3 separate regions of the Mus musculus genome follow, and all the other regions are linked to region 3. Evidence: chromatin contacts called from public Hi-C and HiChIP or PLAC-seq data. All regions are on one chromosome and are shown on one strand. The core of a region is the stretch at or near the end of the contact, and the rest is flanking DNA. Distances in the headings are between cores, read along the strand shown.

Evidence for each region. Hi-C and Micro-C count contacts between places; a contact is called where the count stands out from the background. HiChIP or PLAC-seq counts read pairs in DNA pulled down with a chosen protein or histone mark.
Region 1: a Hi-C map of liver shows a contact between it and region 3, with 4 times the contacts expected there. The contact joins two enhancer-like sites. A contact is called at or near these places in 9 of 484 Hi-C or Micro-C datasets (adipose-derived mesenchymal stem cells, embryonic stem cells and liver), 1 of 115 datasets of contacts at active chromatin or transcription factors (embryonic stem cells) and 1 of 9 other capture datasets (embryonic stem cells).
Region 2: a contact with region 3 is called in an H3K27ac HiChIP or PLAC-seq map of the NIH/3T3 cell line, with 10 times the contacts expected there. The contact joins two enhancer-like sites. A contact is called at or near these places in 1 of 15 datasets of contacts at CTCF or cohesin (large pre-B cells), 1 of 484 Hi-C or Micro-C datasets (embryonic fibroblasts) and 4 of 115 datasets of contacts at active chromatin or transcription factors (the NIH/3T3 cell line, astrocytes, embryonic stem cells and 1 more).

What each region holds. Positions count from the first base shown.
Region 1 is chr12:35,678,853-35,683,211 of GRCm38.p6, reverse strand. The region is part of intron 3 of 9130015A21Rik (RIKEN cDNA 9130015A21 gene); the gene reads left to right. Among named protein-coding and RNA genes, the nearest start is that of 9130015A21Rik, 14 kb to the left of the region's middle. Within about 2 kb of position 1,306, at least 15 of the 459 cell types and tissues checked have an H3K27ac peak or open chromatin away from gene starts, as enhancers often do. A contact at or near this core is called in liver, where this site is marked.
Region 2 is chr12:35,828,822-35,833,508 of GRCm38.p6, reverse strand. No RefSeq gene overlaps it. Among named protein-coding and RNA genes, the nearest start is that of Gm40388, 84 kb to the right of the region's middle. Within about 2 kb of position 2,133, at least 38 of the 459 cell types and tissues checked have an H3K27ac peak or open chromatin away from gene starts, as enhancers often do. A contact at or near this core is called in the NIH/3T3 cell line, where this site is marked.
Region 3 is chr12:35,416,667-35,421,549 of GRCm38.p6, reverse strand. No RefSeq gene overlaps it. Among named protein-coding and RNA genes, the nearest start is that of Gm26071, 22 kb to the left of the region's middle. Within about 2 kb of position 3,344, at least 36 of the 459 cell types and tissues checked have an H3K27ac peak or open chromatin away from gene starts, as enhancers often do. A contact at or near this core is called in the NIH/3T3 cell line and liver, where this site is marked.

The DNA of each region.
Region 1 (4,359 bases), core at 57-2,556, 260 kb before region 3:
AAGAAACTCCATCCTATGCCAGCCAGCCATCTTGGTACCCATAAGTCCAGTGGTTCTCAACCTGTGGGTTGTAACTGGTTTGGAGTCTAACCACTCTCTCATAGGTGTTACTCCAAACCATCAGAAAACACAGATATTTACATTACAATTCATAACAGTAGCAAAATTACAGCTATGAAGTAGCAGCGAAAATACTTTTATGGTTGAGGGTTACCACAGCATAAAGAACTGAATTAAAGGGTTGAAAAGCATTAGTAACCCTGACTCAGTTCCCACATATTCCCATCAGAGAAAGGGAGGCCTCCCCCATGGGTTCCAATCCACCTTGATACATTAACTCACAGAAGGACTAAGCACTGGGACCAGACAAGGCACCCCAGCTCTGGGAAGAGGACCCAAAGGTACACAACTGAGTTAGAAACAACCCCAGCTCCAATTGTTAGGAGACTCACATGAAGAACAAACTGCACATCTGCTATATATGTGTAATGGACCTTGGTCCAGCCTATGCATACCCTTTGGTTGGTGGTTTTCTCACCGTGTGCCCCTGTGGGGCCAGGTTAGTTTACTCTGTAGTTCTTCGTGTGGTGGTGTCCTTGACACATCCGGCTCCAGAATTCCATCCCAGCACTCTTCCAAAAGGCTTTCAGAGCTCCACTTACTGTTTGGCTGTGGTCTCTGCATCTGTTTCTATCAACCGTTGGATGACGTCTCTCAAAGGACAGTTATGTTAGGCTCCTGTCTGCAAACAAAGCAGAAATTTTATATTTGTACATTCATGCATGTATAAATATTTCTTTACCTGGTTGACCCTTTAAACCTTTCTATATGGGAAATGTACTACTGTCAATGCATTGTGAATGATACCCATTTTACTCCTCTGTGGTTATTCAGGGTGGAAAAGTTGAGTACTAGCATCTAGTAAAATAACAATGTGGTAATTCATGGTGTCATTAGATCAAAGGCTTCTATTGATGCAATAGTAGACCAAAGTTGTTCAAGGAAAGGTACAATTTGATCATATGATTGTCCTGAATTACAACTGAAGAAGATAAACATCAGGCCTGCTCATTTTCTTCTTTGTAGCTCCCTTTAATGGACACTGTCATTTCCCATAAGTGCCAAATGGGGTGATGATGACACAAGCATTGAATACCTGTAAGCTAATCTGCTTTGAGGCCTCCTGGAATTCCTGATGCTTTGGGCAGAGGCCAGAGGTTTCAGTAAACAAGCTGTTGTGGGGGGCCAGCCAAGAGGTGTGGGTGTAATTCTTTGGAAAGGTCCTGAGGGCATGCAAGCCTCAAGTCAGATGTCTGTTGATGCTACTGGTTTGAAGAAGCTGTAAGAGGCTTTTCTGCAGTCTGGGAACCATTCCCCCAGAGCAATTGACCTGTGCACTGCTATTGCTTTATATCAACATGACTACCTGTGACTGTGGGTGTGCCCACTGTGGATACTGGTTGCAATTTTCTCATTCTTACACCAGTGTGAAGGGTGCTATTGTTTGGAATAAATGTAGAAGTAATGGCTGCCTCAAGCAATAGGGCCAATTCTTAGATGGAGTGGTTCTGTCCTTTGTTAAGTTTTTAGGCACAAATTTTAAAGGGTTCTATTTAAACGTAAAAAAGGTTCTATTTGTATATGGACTCACTTTAAAATTTATTGAAGTACTTCATACATCTGTCTTTAGTATCACAGGAAAAAATGCTCTATGGTGTGTTATCATAAACAGTTGTAAGTTACTCCTTTTTTCTTCATCGTTTAGAACACTCTACAACTACAAAACACCTAGAATCGATTTTATGATGATTTCAGATGTGTTCATAGAGGTTTTTAAAATTGATTCATCCCGTGATTATCATGAAAGCATGCCATTGTCTTTTTCTAACTGGTCACCCCCCCCCCCCCAGATAACTAGAGACTATCAGCTATGGTAATGGAAACCTTTTCATAAAATTCTGAAATTTGAAATTAAATTTATAATTGAAATTCTTGGAATTAGTCTGTTTTGTCAAGAGGTTATAAAAGGTGCAAGCCTCAATGTGGATTTAATTGGAGCTGAGTAATGACATGCAACGGAAGATTTCAGTTTTCAGGATAACATTGCTGGTCTGCTTAAATGAGCTGTGTTTAACTGCAGTAAGGCTAGGAGAAAGCCAGCTTGGATTCCCTGGACTAATATAATGCTCCATTCCTGTTCTGCTGATCCTCATCCAGTTTTTCCTCCATCACAGTATGGTCAACTTGAAATGGTGAGCTAACATTAACTCTAAGTAATAAGATTTGGATGGTTTCTTTTAACTAGAAGGTTGGCCAGATATTCTTATATTATTTTCACTTAAATTGAGCTGAAGAAGAACTACTTTTGCTTTTAACTTTTTAATACATAGCTCCCAATAATATGTTTGTCCATAATATTAAAGGCTATTCATGTAACATCTAAGGTTCTGAGGAAATGAAGAAATAGGCATTGAAAGATTAACTAAGTGGTTTTGGGAGATAGATCAGCCTGTAGAACATTAGCTGCACAGACATGAGACCGGACTTTACATCTTCAGCACCTTTATAAAAAGCCCAGAGTGGTTCTGTACAGACAGGAAGATCCTTAGAGCTTGCTGGCAAGTTGGTCTTGCCAAATTAATGGGCTCCTAGTTTAGTTAAAGGCCCTGTCTCAAAAAAATAAAGTGGAAAGCAAGTGAAGAGTTCATTTGACATTGACCTTTGGGCTCCACAAGCATATGAACATGAACACACACACACACACACACACACACACACACACACACACATATACACCCATGTAATGTAAACACACACATGGTAAAAGAAAAATCCAGTGAGGAAATACTTAGGCAAGAGCATAGACCTTGTCGGAGAGCAGAGATGGTGAATGCTGTAATCTCAGTGCCACATGCTGCCCTAGACACGATTGGGAACTTAACAGTTTTCCACATGGAAACTTACACTGCCAATCAACTGTAAGGCTTTAGATAAGAAACGAGATTCAGTCTCAACCACAACATGCAGTCACTTTTCCCTCAGTTATACTGAATTCATGTGTGGAGTGGTATTTTACTTTCACTGTGGTATATTTGGTCAGAAAGAATTCTATCAGCAAGGAGTTGGGATATTCCCAAAGGATTTCGCAACAGGAATACCCAGCTGTAAATGATTATGACTGTGAATATATAGAATCATTTGGATACGGTTCTTTTCAGCTAACTTGTTGCTGGAGTATGAAATACATCCTGAAAAAAATACACAAATCATATGTGTATAACTTGATCACCTTCCCACACACAAAATAATGACACATATCTAGTTGCATGGAAACAGACTGTCATCTATTCCCAGGAGAGTTTTCACACCTCTAGCCATTAAGTCTAGAGTTAGTCCCAAGGTTAGTAATTCACAAATTGAAAACCATGTAAATAGGCACACGGAACCAACAGAATTGAAAAGACAGGCAAAGTACTATGTTGAGTTTGATTCTTTCTCATGACAGATGTGTGTAGAATCTGGGTGTGTTGCCCTTATAGTTATAATTCGTATATTCTGGTTATTCTGTAGCAACTTGGCACATCTATATCATCTATCTGTCTCTCTCGTCTCTGTCTTTCCCTGTCTCTCTCCCTCTCCCTCTCCCTCTCCTCTCTCTCTCCTCTCTCTGTCTGTCTCTGTTCTCATCCCCCTCTCCTTCTCCCTCTTCTCTCGATCTCTCTCTCTATCCATAGACTATGCTACTTAGGCATTTGGGGACTTCTTGCCTTGGAAATTGTTCTTGTTTTTGTTAAACATGCACATCTTTCTGTCAGGTACATGTTATAGCATGACTCTTGGATATGTGTTCTTAGCATTATCTATTTATCATTTATTATAGTTGTGAGTGTGTATTATGTGGGGGGAGGGGGCGGTTCATCCCTCAGAGGATAATTTATGGAAAGCAGTTCTCTCCTTCTATTATGTGGGCCCCAGAGATTGACCTCAGTGGTTAGACTTGGCAGCAAGTTCCTTTGCACGCTGATCCAACTTGTTGGCTTAACTTCAGCTTTTTCTCTGCTAAGCAACAGAAGTTTCATTTGACTCTTACCTCTTGCATACTTATAATGTATTATCTTTAAAATTTTTATTGTAATGATGAGAGTACAGAATATTGTTTCAGTTTGAATTTATAGGTATCTGACAACTATTAAAACATGTTTTTATGCACTTAAAGGCATTTCGATGGTTTCTTTCATGATTCACTTTCAGGTTTTTTTGTTTTGTTTTTTTTTGTCTATCTTGTAATTGTTTTGATTTTTGTTTCTCTTATTGATTGGTGAGCATTATTTTTATTTTCTTTATATACACCATTTCGTG
Region 2 (4,687 bases), core at 884-3,383, 410 kb before region 3:
TTACTCAGTCAGAACAGCCTTTTCTCTGCCTTGCAACCAGAATGAGTCACACTCACTTCCAGATTCTTGAATCATAGGGTTATGAATCTTTTACTTCTTGAAAAATCTTCTCCTGTAAGTTTTCAAGAGGGAGCATTTAGTAAGCAATTTTCTTTCCTGCTAGGTCCTTGCCCTGTTCCCAAGCCATGTGATTTGTCTAGAACGTTGCCTTTTCTTTTCTAATGTTGGGTGCATGACTCCAGTTCACCTCTTCTGTTTTCATCTCCTGTCTAGTGTTGCTTCAAGGATAGTAAACAACTCAACCAAACTCTTTTACTGAGACTGTTGCCAGGGGCATTGCAGATCTTTCCCACCCCCACATACAGGGGGAGGGAGGATAGGGAGTAGATGACCTCATAGGTGGCAAAAGAGTTATAGAGCAGGTGGGGTGAAAGCATTCTTAAGCAAAGCCTTCCAGTGTCTGCTTACTAGTGCTGCTGAAAGAGGCTGAGCTCTGAGTAGACATCCCAGGAAAGGATTAGACTCCAGGAGAACTAATCTCAAGATTTCTCTGCTTCTTTTCCTCATCTCAGTCCATAAACAACCCAGAGAAAATGGATCAGAACATGACTGCACTTCTGGGAAAGGGAACAGCAGAATGGGACATGGATCAATTAGTTTGAGAGGAGTATGAGGAACGGCATGTTTATAATATTTGGAAGGAAGTTAACATCAGTTAGTAATTTCTCTGTTCCCCAGAACGTGATCTTTGAACAACTCTGAAGGCAACCAGTTCTCCAAGATTAGTAAGGACCCTGATCTAATTAATCTAAAGTTAATTATTATTTAATTTACATGGCAAAGGAAAGGAGGAGGAATTTTACACTTGCCACTCGTGGTAGGTGTATATATGTTCTGTTCTGTTTCACCCTACACAGAATTTGTAATAAAGAAAGAAGAGATGCATTTTCAAAGCTACAACTGTGTAAGGGCTATGGAAATATAAAGAAACTGGAACAAAGTCCCTATTGTATAGGAAATATTCAGGGAAAACCAGTTAACTGTGGCTGTTGTTGATAATGCTGTTCACACGCCTGCTGGGGGAAGCACTTGCAGAGGACTGAGGCTAGTCAGGGTATGCACAATGGCTGGGCAGGGTGCTCAAAGACTGGTTCTGAGTGCACAGGGCTTGGGGTTGGGAGCAGTGTCTAGTCTGGGTGCAGTGTCTGGTCTGGGTGGAAAATGGCTGGGTCTGCATGCACAGTACCTGGGTCTGGGTGCATAGGATGTAGTCAGGGTGCACAGTGGTTGGTCTGGGTGTATAATGTCTAGTTTGGGTGTACAATGGCAGGGTCTGGATGCATAGTGTCTAATCTGGGTGCACAATGTCTAGTCTGGGTGCACAGTGGCTAGTCAGGACGGACAGTAGTTGATTAGCATGCACAGTATCTAGTCAAGGTTTACAGGGACTTGTTGGGCTACACAGTGACCATTGTGTTCTGACTGAGAGAAATAGAGAAATTCATAATTGTCCTCAAAGATAGGTAAGACACTTGAGAATCTTAAATCTGGGATCACAGTAACTCAGAATCTTAGCATGGTGCTTAGGTCGTGTTTCAGAGGGAGCCCTTGATGTCCACTAGAGTGAGAGACTCATGGCCTCAGGGCCACTTTGGCTACTCTAGGATAAGAGAACGACTAGTTGACATGTTTCTCTTTGAACATGATAAAACAGTAAATGGCATATATCAACTTTAGAACACGTTGAATAGCAATTCAGTTAGTTCTTGATCTTTCAAACCTAATTTATTTTACAACGGAAACAAACTCAGTTTACTAAATATAACTTTAGTTCTAAAATGTGACAAAGGCAGTGGTTGGATATGTGTCCCAGATTAGCGTGTTAACTGTCACTTTTACCTTCGTTCTCTTTCCTTGACCATCCCCTTAGCCTCTCTCCCTTTCCAGCTTGCCTTCTTTCCCAAGTCCCTTTCTTGTAATTCAGTGTTTCAGTTTGACCAGAAGAGGGCACTATGCTGCAGCAAGTCTGGACTTCAAGTACCTGAAAAAAACCAAGTGGTGAGAAACTCAGAGAGAAAAATGAGCTCATAAATGTGGTTACGTACATGAGTGCTTATTGGAATTTAATTACAGTGATTTATACAGACCTGACATGATCGTATGGCTCATAAAACAAATCATGTTAACAGCGTGGTCAGTGAGGTACCCTTTCCTCTATGAAAAGCAGTTATTTTTCAGCTCTTTAGTCCCGAATAGGATATTCTATCAAAAGAAGATGAGTTGTGCTAACTCCTGTGACTTTTCAGCGTGTGCCTGCTTTACTGGTTGGCTCTACTGTATAATTCCTTATTTTTAACTTAGTAAGCATATATCAGCTTTCCCAAGATAATTAGGTGGATAAACAAAATGTTCAAAGAGCAATGGAGTCAATCAGACTCTTTATCAGGGACATACACACAGCAAAGCTTTTTACAAATGGATAGACTTCTCCTTTGAGACTTGGCCCCAAATTGGATTTCCTGGAATTTACAAGGGACAAAGCAGGCTACTTTCCTAAACAGAACAAGATCCTATTTACTTGTTAAGACTAGAGAAAAGAGAGGAACCCTCACACCCTCTAGAAACACACTGGAGTTAAGAATTTAACAGCACAAATGTGTACTGGAATACTCAACCACTTTAAAACAAATCGGACATTGTTCCAGAACATTCCTATCAGCACATGATTTTCTTATACACCGATATCAAACTTTTATTTTTAAAGAAGTCAAAATGTTCCCCCCCCCATGCCTATGTGGACAGCCACACCTCTAACAGCTGTTTAGACACTGAGTATTCTTTTATAGCGCTTAACGAGATGTTTAAGGAATCAATTATTATTATGCTTTTCAATTTAGATCTTTACATTATAGGAATCAGACAAGTATGAGAGAGAGAGAGAGAGAGAGAGAGAGAGAGAGAGAGAGAATCTACTGTGGATTCTGGTAAGTCTCATGTTTCCTGTTTCTTCTGTGTAGAGTTTGGTCATTGGTCAACAGTTCATGCTGCCATAACTGAAGACATAGTTTCATCAGCACAGAATCAAGACAGGTGTTTGCTTCTCTTTCCAAATTTTTATAATACTACCTAATAAATAAAATACACATGGATACCTCCCCCCCACTTCCCATTATAACTTGTATATTTTCCTCACTATTAATCTCTTTGAATTCTGCAAAGTTGGTCAAATGTTAAAATATTTAGAATGAACCAAACACAGATCTCAACTTAAGCTTCTTCTCTTCTTCCTTTCATTAGTAGCATTAATGAAATATATTTTAGAAGGAATAAAAACTCTCTCATGCAATTAGGACAGCTGCTCTTCTGCCCACTTCTCTTGAGGTTCCTCCTCTTGCTCCCTTGTGCATGTTTCTATCTCGATTTTCTTCCCCCCTTTTTTGAATCCTGAGCTTTTTCTTTCTTTTCAAAAACATGTTTTTATTACTTTTAGCTATGAGTGTATCTGTCTGGGTGTGTCCACGTAAATGCAAATGCTCTGAGAGTCAGGAAGCATTGGATTCTTAACTCTGGTCCCCTGCAAGCACAGTTTGCTCTTAACTGCTGAGCTATCTCTTTGGCCCCTTAGGTTGATTTATTGCTTGTCTCAAAACCTCAGTATAACAGTAAAGGTATTTCCATTAGTCAAACTATCTATTTCTACTACAGTGTTCAGAGTCTTTGCCTTCTGAATTCTATAGCAATAGGTTTTATGCAGTTAATCAGTCTCTTTGAGATTAAGTCACCACACATGTAGGGTGTCTTTTGGGGAGGGCAGGTCAAAAGAAATTAGGAAGTAGGCCTCTGTTTCTTTTTCTGGAGGCTGCCTTAAGTGAAGGCAAGGGACACAACCAAGGATGTGCTTCCAAATGTTATTTGAGTGCATTGGAAATTGTGGGCTAAGGGCACCCACAATTTCTAGCCTGGCAAGTGTGGGTCATCAGAAGGCTAAGTGGCTGCTTCTCACAAACTTACATTTCACACTTCTTCCTCCAGCTAGAGATTTGGAGACATACTTTCCAAGAGGTCCCCAAAGACTTGAATGCCTTTGCAAGATTTTTTAAAACTACTTTCATTTTTTTCCAAAGAGAAACAGCTATATTATGAGAAGTTTGGAAATAGTAAAGTAGTATGAAGAAATATTCTAGAAATAATATGAAGTGTTATGAATTACGAACAATTATCCTTAATTACAAAACCAAAGGGTTCTCTACATCTTGTTCACGAGACATTGAGAAACTTTAGGATGCAGATAAAGAAGTGAAGATATTCACCTGAACCTACTACTGTCAAACCCCCATTATTAACGTCAGGCAAGTATTTCTCCTCATGTCTTGTCCTATTCTGTCCTGTGCTGTCCTGTCCTCTCTGCTCCTCCCCCTTCCTCTGCTGTTTGCCTCCCTTTTCTCTTTCTCTCTCCCCACTGTTTTCTCTTTTCCTTGCTTCCTCCCTTCCTGGCTTCTCCTTCTGTGAAATTACACACACACACACACACACACACACACACACACACACACACACACACAGCTGGCTTGGTAGGTAGATGGAGACATCATTATAAAAACATCCTCACAGATAATGTAATTCTAAGACAATGAGTTTATATTATATTTAACAGAAGAAAGAGTGTGAAGCAAGACTAAAGAAATTC
Region 3 (4,883 bases), core at 2,095-4,594:
ATCTATTTATCTATTTATCTATTTATCTATTTATCTATTTATCTATTTATCTATTTATCTATTTATCTATTTATCTATTTATTTATTTATTTATTTATTATGTGAGTACATGGTCAGTGTCTTCAGATACACCAGAAGAGGGTATTGGATCCCATTACAGATGGTTGTGAGCCACCTTGTGGTTGCTGGGAACTGAACTCAGGACCTCTGGAAGAGCAGCCAGTGCTCTTAACCACTGAGCCATCTCTCCAGCCCCAATAATTTAACTTCTTTCTCTACTATTTGTATCACTTCTATTATGTTTCTCTTGCCTTATTAATGTAGCTGAGATTTCATACACTATAGCTAACAGTGGAAAGAATGGGGACTCTTTTCTCATTCCAGGGAAATGTTTTCAGGAAATGTTCCCAATTGTGTTTAGCATTTATTATGTTCAAGTATGTTCTATTCTTAGTTTCTTTATTGCACTAACCATGAGCTTATGTTGAACTTCCAAAGGACTTTTATGCTATTATTAAAATGTGATTTTTGTCCTTGAGGTAAATCCCACATTTTTTAAGCCATCCTTGCATCCCTATTGGCCTATTTCAGCCCAACTTGATCCCGCTGAATGATCTTTTCATTTGTTGAAATCTGTTTACAAGTACGTGTTTGGTGTTTTTGTATCTATAATCATTAGGAAATTTCCTCATGAGTCTTCTATATTTTCTTTCTAATTTCATTTAATTGTTTGAATTCTTTTGAATGACTTGATTTTTTTAAATCATCTTCCTTTAATATTCCGTGGCAAGCCTTTTTCTCATCAGTTTTATTGGTTAAAGGCAAAGAGTTTTAACATTTATCTCATGCTTTCTTCACTCCTTTATTGAGACTTGCACATCTCTACCTCTGTTAGAAGTGATCTCCTTTGTGTGTAGTTTTCCTGAAGTTCTGTTGGGAGTGTCACCATGTATAAAGTGCTAGCTTTCTTTCCAGTTAGCTACTTTAGATTTGGAATAATTTCTTTGCCTATATGTAATGATTTTTATGCCTGCTGCTTATTCTAGTGGAGTTGGAAAGATCCTCTATAGCTCATTTAAGTGTACAGACACACTCTAGGGGCTGTGGAGATGACTCAGTGGGTAAAGTTAAAATCCCCAGTAATCTGACAAAGCCAAGCATGTGTGTGCTTATAACTTCAGCATTTGTATGGGTAGACAGTCATATCCTGAAAACTCACTGGCCAGATATCTTAGCTGAAACAGTGACCTCCAGAGTCAGTAAGAGACCTTGTATCAAAAGAATAAGATGAAAAGTGGTAGAGGTTCTCTTACATCACCATATATAGACAACACCCATGTGCTCACACATGTACAACACTACATATACACATGAATGGGGATGCCCTAGCAGGTCAGACAATTGTGAAGCATATAATAGTGAGTGTCAGATACTTGGTGGACATTTACACATTAGGTTTAGCCCCCTTTCAGTTAATGGTGTTTTTCTGACACTCTGTTAATGCTAGCTTTCCTATTAGTAAAAGCATCAGGTCGTAGCAGCTCCAGCAATAGTGAGGAATCCTATGTATATGTCATAGGATCAGACAATGGTGAGAGCCCAGAGATTACATTCAGTATAGATAGTGGTAAGAATAACAACACCACTTCTGTTACACTGTCTATGAGCAAACAGAGCACTGGTGCAGGACAGTAGGAAGGACAATGTAGATGTTATAGCCACCAGAACTATAATATTCTTTTTGGACCGAATGGAGTGTATGTCTGGGGAGAGGATGGTGTAGTGGTTTGAATAAGAATGGCTCTCAGAGGATCATATATTTGCTTGTTTGATTCCCAGCTGATGGAACTGTTTAGTAAGGATTAGGGAGTGGAGGCTTGTTGGAGAAGATATGTTACTAGGGGAGGGCTTTGAGGTTACAAAAGCCTACATCATCTCAGTCCCTTCTCCTCCCTCTCTTCTTCTATTCATCCCCTATCTTTCAGAAACTCTCAGTTACTGTTTCAGAGCCTTATCTGCCTGTCTGACTGCTTGCCACCACACTGCTTCCTGCCATGTTAATCATGGCCTAACCCTCTGAAACTAAGCAGGTACCCAATTGTTGTGGAATGGCCTGATGCTAATTGTATTTTTATGCTAATTCCCCTCTCCTGGGAGGGGTTGCAGACAAGGAGTTAGTCACTACTCAAGTGACTTTTTGTGAACCAATCCCCTAATGAATAAAGGAGCCAATCACTGGATAAGTATGCGGGACTTCCAGAATGAATGGAAGAAGAGAGGAAGCAGGAAAGAGTTAGGCCCTTTTGGATGGGGATAGCGGGAGGACAAGATGTAATTACAAGTGTCTCCCAGTTTCAATGGTGGATCTGTCAGGTTTCGACACCAGGAGGATTTAGATTTAACAAGGCTTACAATATTAAGATTTTAGTTGTTGTGCCCAACAATTGAGTTACTGTTGTTTTTAAACTAAGTCTGTATTGCATTTTCCTTCATGTGGTTGCTTTCCTGGGTTCAAAAGAGAAAGGTATGGTGGCAAAACATGGGATTGCCTGAGGTTTTTGAAGCGGGGCTAGTGTGGTAACAACCTGCCAGTTGGTACCTAGTGAGCTGGGTGGAGAGATTGTGGAGCTCTGAGTCAGAGTTGCCATGAGATAAAAACAGGTCAGCCATTGCCGGCCAGTGCATGGCCAGCCAGGCTGCCACTAGGACAGAGTTGCTGGCACAAGTGTGAATGAGCAGGTTGGATTTTAATATTTCCTGCAACACCCAACTAAATGCTATCTTCTATAAGTTTTCTTGATCATGGTGTCTCTTCACATGAAAAGTAGCTAAGACTGATGTCAGTTGGGGGTTTACATACCCTTGCCTCTGCATTGTATAAGCAGAAGCTAGGCAGCAGAGCAGGATGATGCCTAGAAGCAGCCAGTTTCTCACAGTTGCCTCAGCATGCTACATTAGGTGTGGTAGCACTAGAAACCATATTCCTTTCAAGCTTCTGAGCAGCAGGTACCTGAGCAATGGCTCAGGAGAATACTGTGAGTGGCTGCCTTTGGTCTGACCCTGGATCATGTCTACTTGTAGTTCAGAGGACAAATGCTCTGGCCTCATCCAATCTCAAGGGTAGCAATTCTGTTCCCCTACATACTTCAATAGCCATTCCACATCCAGTGTGGTGAATCTAGTGGGTTTGGTTTACAATCACATTGATGGGTTTTTGAGAAACCTGTCCTCTGAGCCAGTGCCAACTTTGGAGTCCCAAAGATGAGAACAGGCAGATATTTCTAACTTCTGGGAGGAGCCCAAGGTCAAACAACAACTCAACTTCTCAGGAAAACTCTTGGTTCGTAGCCTGCACATAACTGGGAGATGATGTAAGATACTTTCCCAAATGCACTGAGTCGACTGAGGTTGCCTAATTTACTGAAAGTCTAAAACTATTGTGAAAGTTTCCAGTTTCCTCACTGGTGGTGTTTTCTGGAACTTTCTCTTTCACCCTGACCTTTGAGAAGGAAATTCACCGTCCCCTGGCTTTGGAACCGTGATGGCAGTCCTAGGGAATTTTTGTTTCTCTGTCTGTGGTGTTATCACTAATAGGCTAAGTTTTCTAAGTCTTGCAATAGTCTAGGCTCTGTCTTGTTTACTGTGTTCCCCTCTGGTCACTAACCTCAAAAACACAACCACATGTGTGTCTATTATTTTGGTTCTTTGGGGAAAGAAGAGGTGAGTGCTAGGTGTCTTATTTGTCCATCTTGAATCTTTATAAATAATTTCCTGAACATGTGATCCACTTCTCTTTTTAAAAAATAAATTTTAAAAGTTTAGATATATGTTTCTTTAATCCTATGTCTGGTGTACTTTTCCTTCTTTGTGTAAGTGTAACTAGGTAAATTGTAAATTTAAGTGCTTAGATGTAGTTATTTTTAGTTTTCTATTGTTTCCTAGCACTAATCATTGAAAGCAAATCTTCAGTCATTTGCTTTGTTTCTTTTTTTGAAATTTGGATAGTTTGTTTAATATTGAAACCTGAAATGCTCTTTATATAAATATTAAGGAATTAAAATATACTTAATATCTCACCAAACTCACAAATTCACCTTATGACTTCTGGCTCTTATTTCTGTGAATTCCTATTCTTTTGCTACCTGTGATGGTTCTTCTTATTTCTCAACTTAACACACTTTGACAATAAAGAGGACAACCACAGTTTGATTATATTGGGGAATAATGAACCTTCAACATGGAATGATATGGCATCATTGAAATCTATCCACAACATCAAAGGAAGCTCTTTGGGAAAGATGGGTGACTCTTGTGTTTCCCAGTGTATTCTAGGTGGTGCTGTGGTTTTGTGTTTGAGTTGTCCAGTATTCACAGATGCATGCTGTAGGGACTCAAGGACACTGAACCCCATGTTTCTGTCCCAGGAATAAATGTGTCATTGAAGGCCTGCCCACCTCTTGCCAGCTTTACATTTACTCCAGACAACACGTGCAACATTTTTCTTTTTACAAGGATTCTGTCTTTTTAAACTACTCTGGGGATACAGTCAATCACCCATCCTTCAGATCACTTAGAATTCTACCCAGATCCAGGACCGTGTGCCACTGACTAGCAATCTTCACAATACAAAGTCTTTGGTGTAAGAAAACATCTTCAGTATTGGTCTTGACATTCCTAGTTCAACACGTTCCCAGTTACTAACGCTTCTTAAATAAGTCATGTCGTCAGTTCAGTTCAAAGCCTGACAAAGGTTATAGATCTTGCTTAGTGTAAATGTGCAATGCCTCAAGCTGTGTTTCAATGTCCCAAACACAAGCTGACTGGCCTGCTTTGCCTATTTAATTTCTTCCAGCTGGTTTCTTGTCTGTCTTAATTTACCCTCG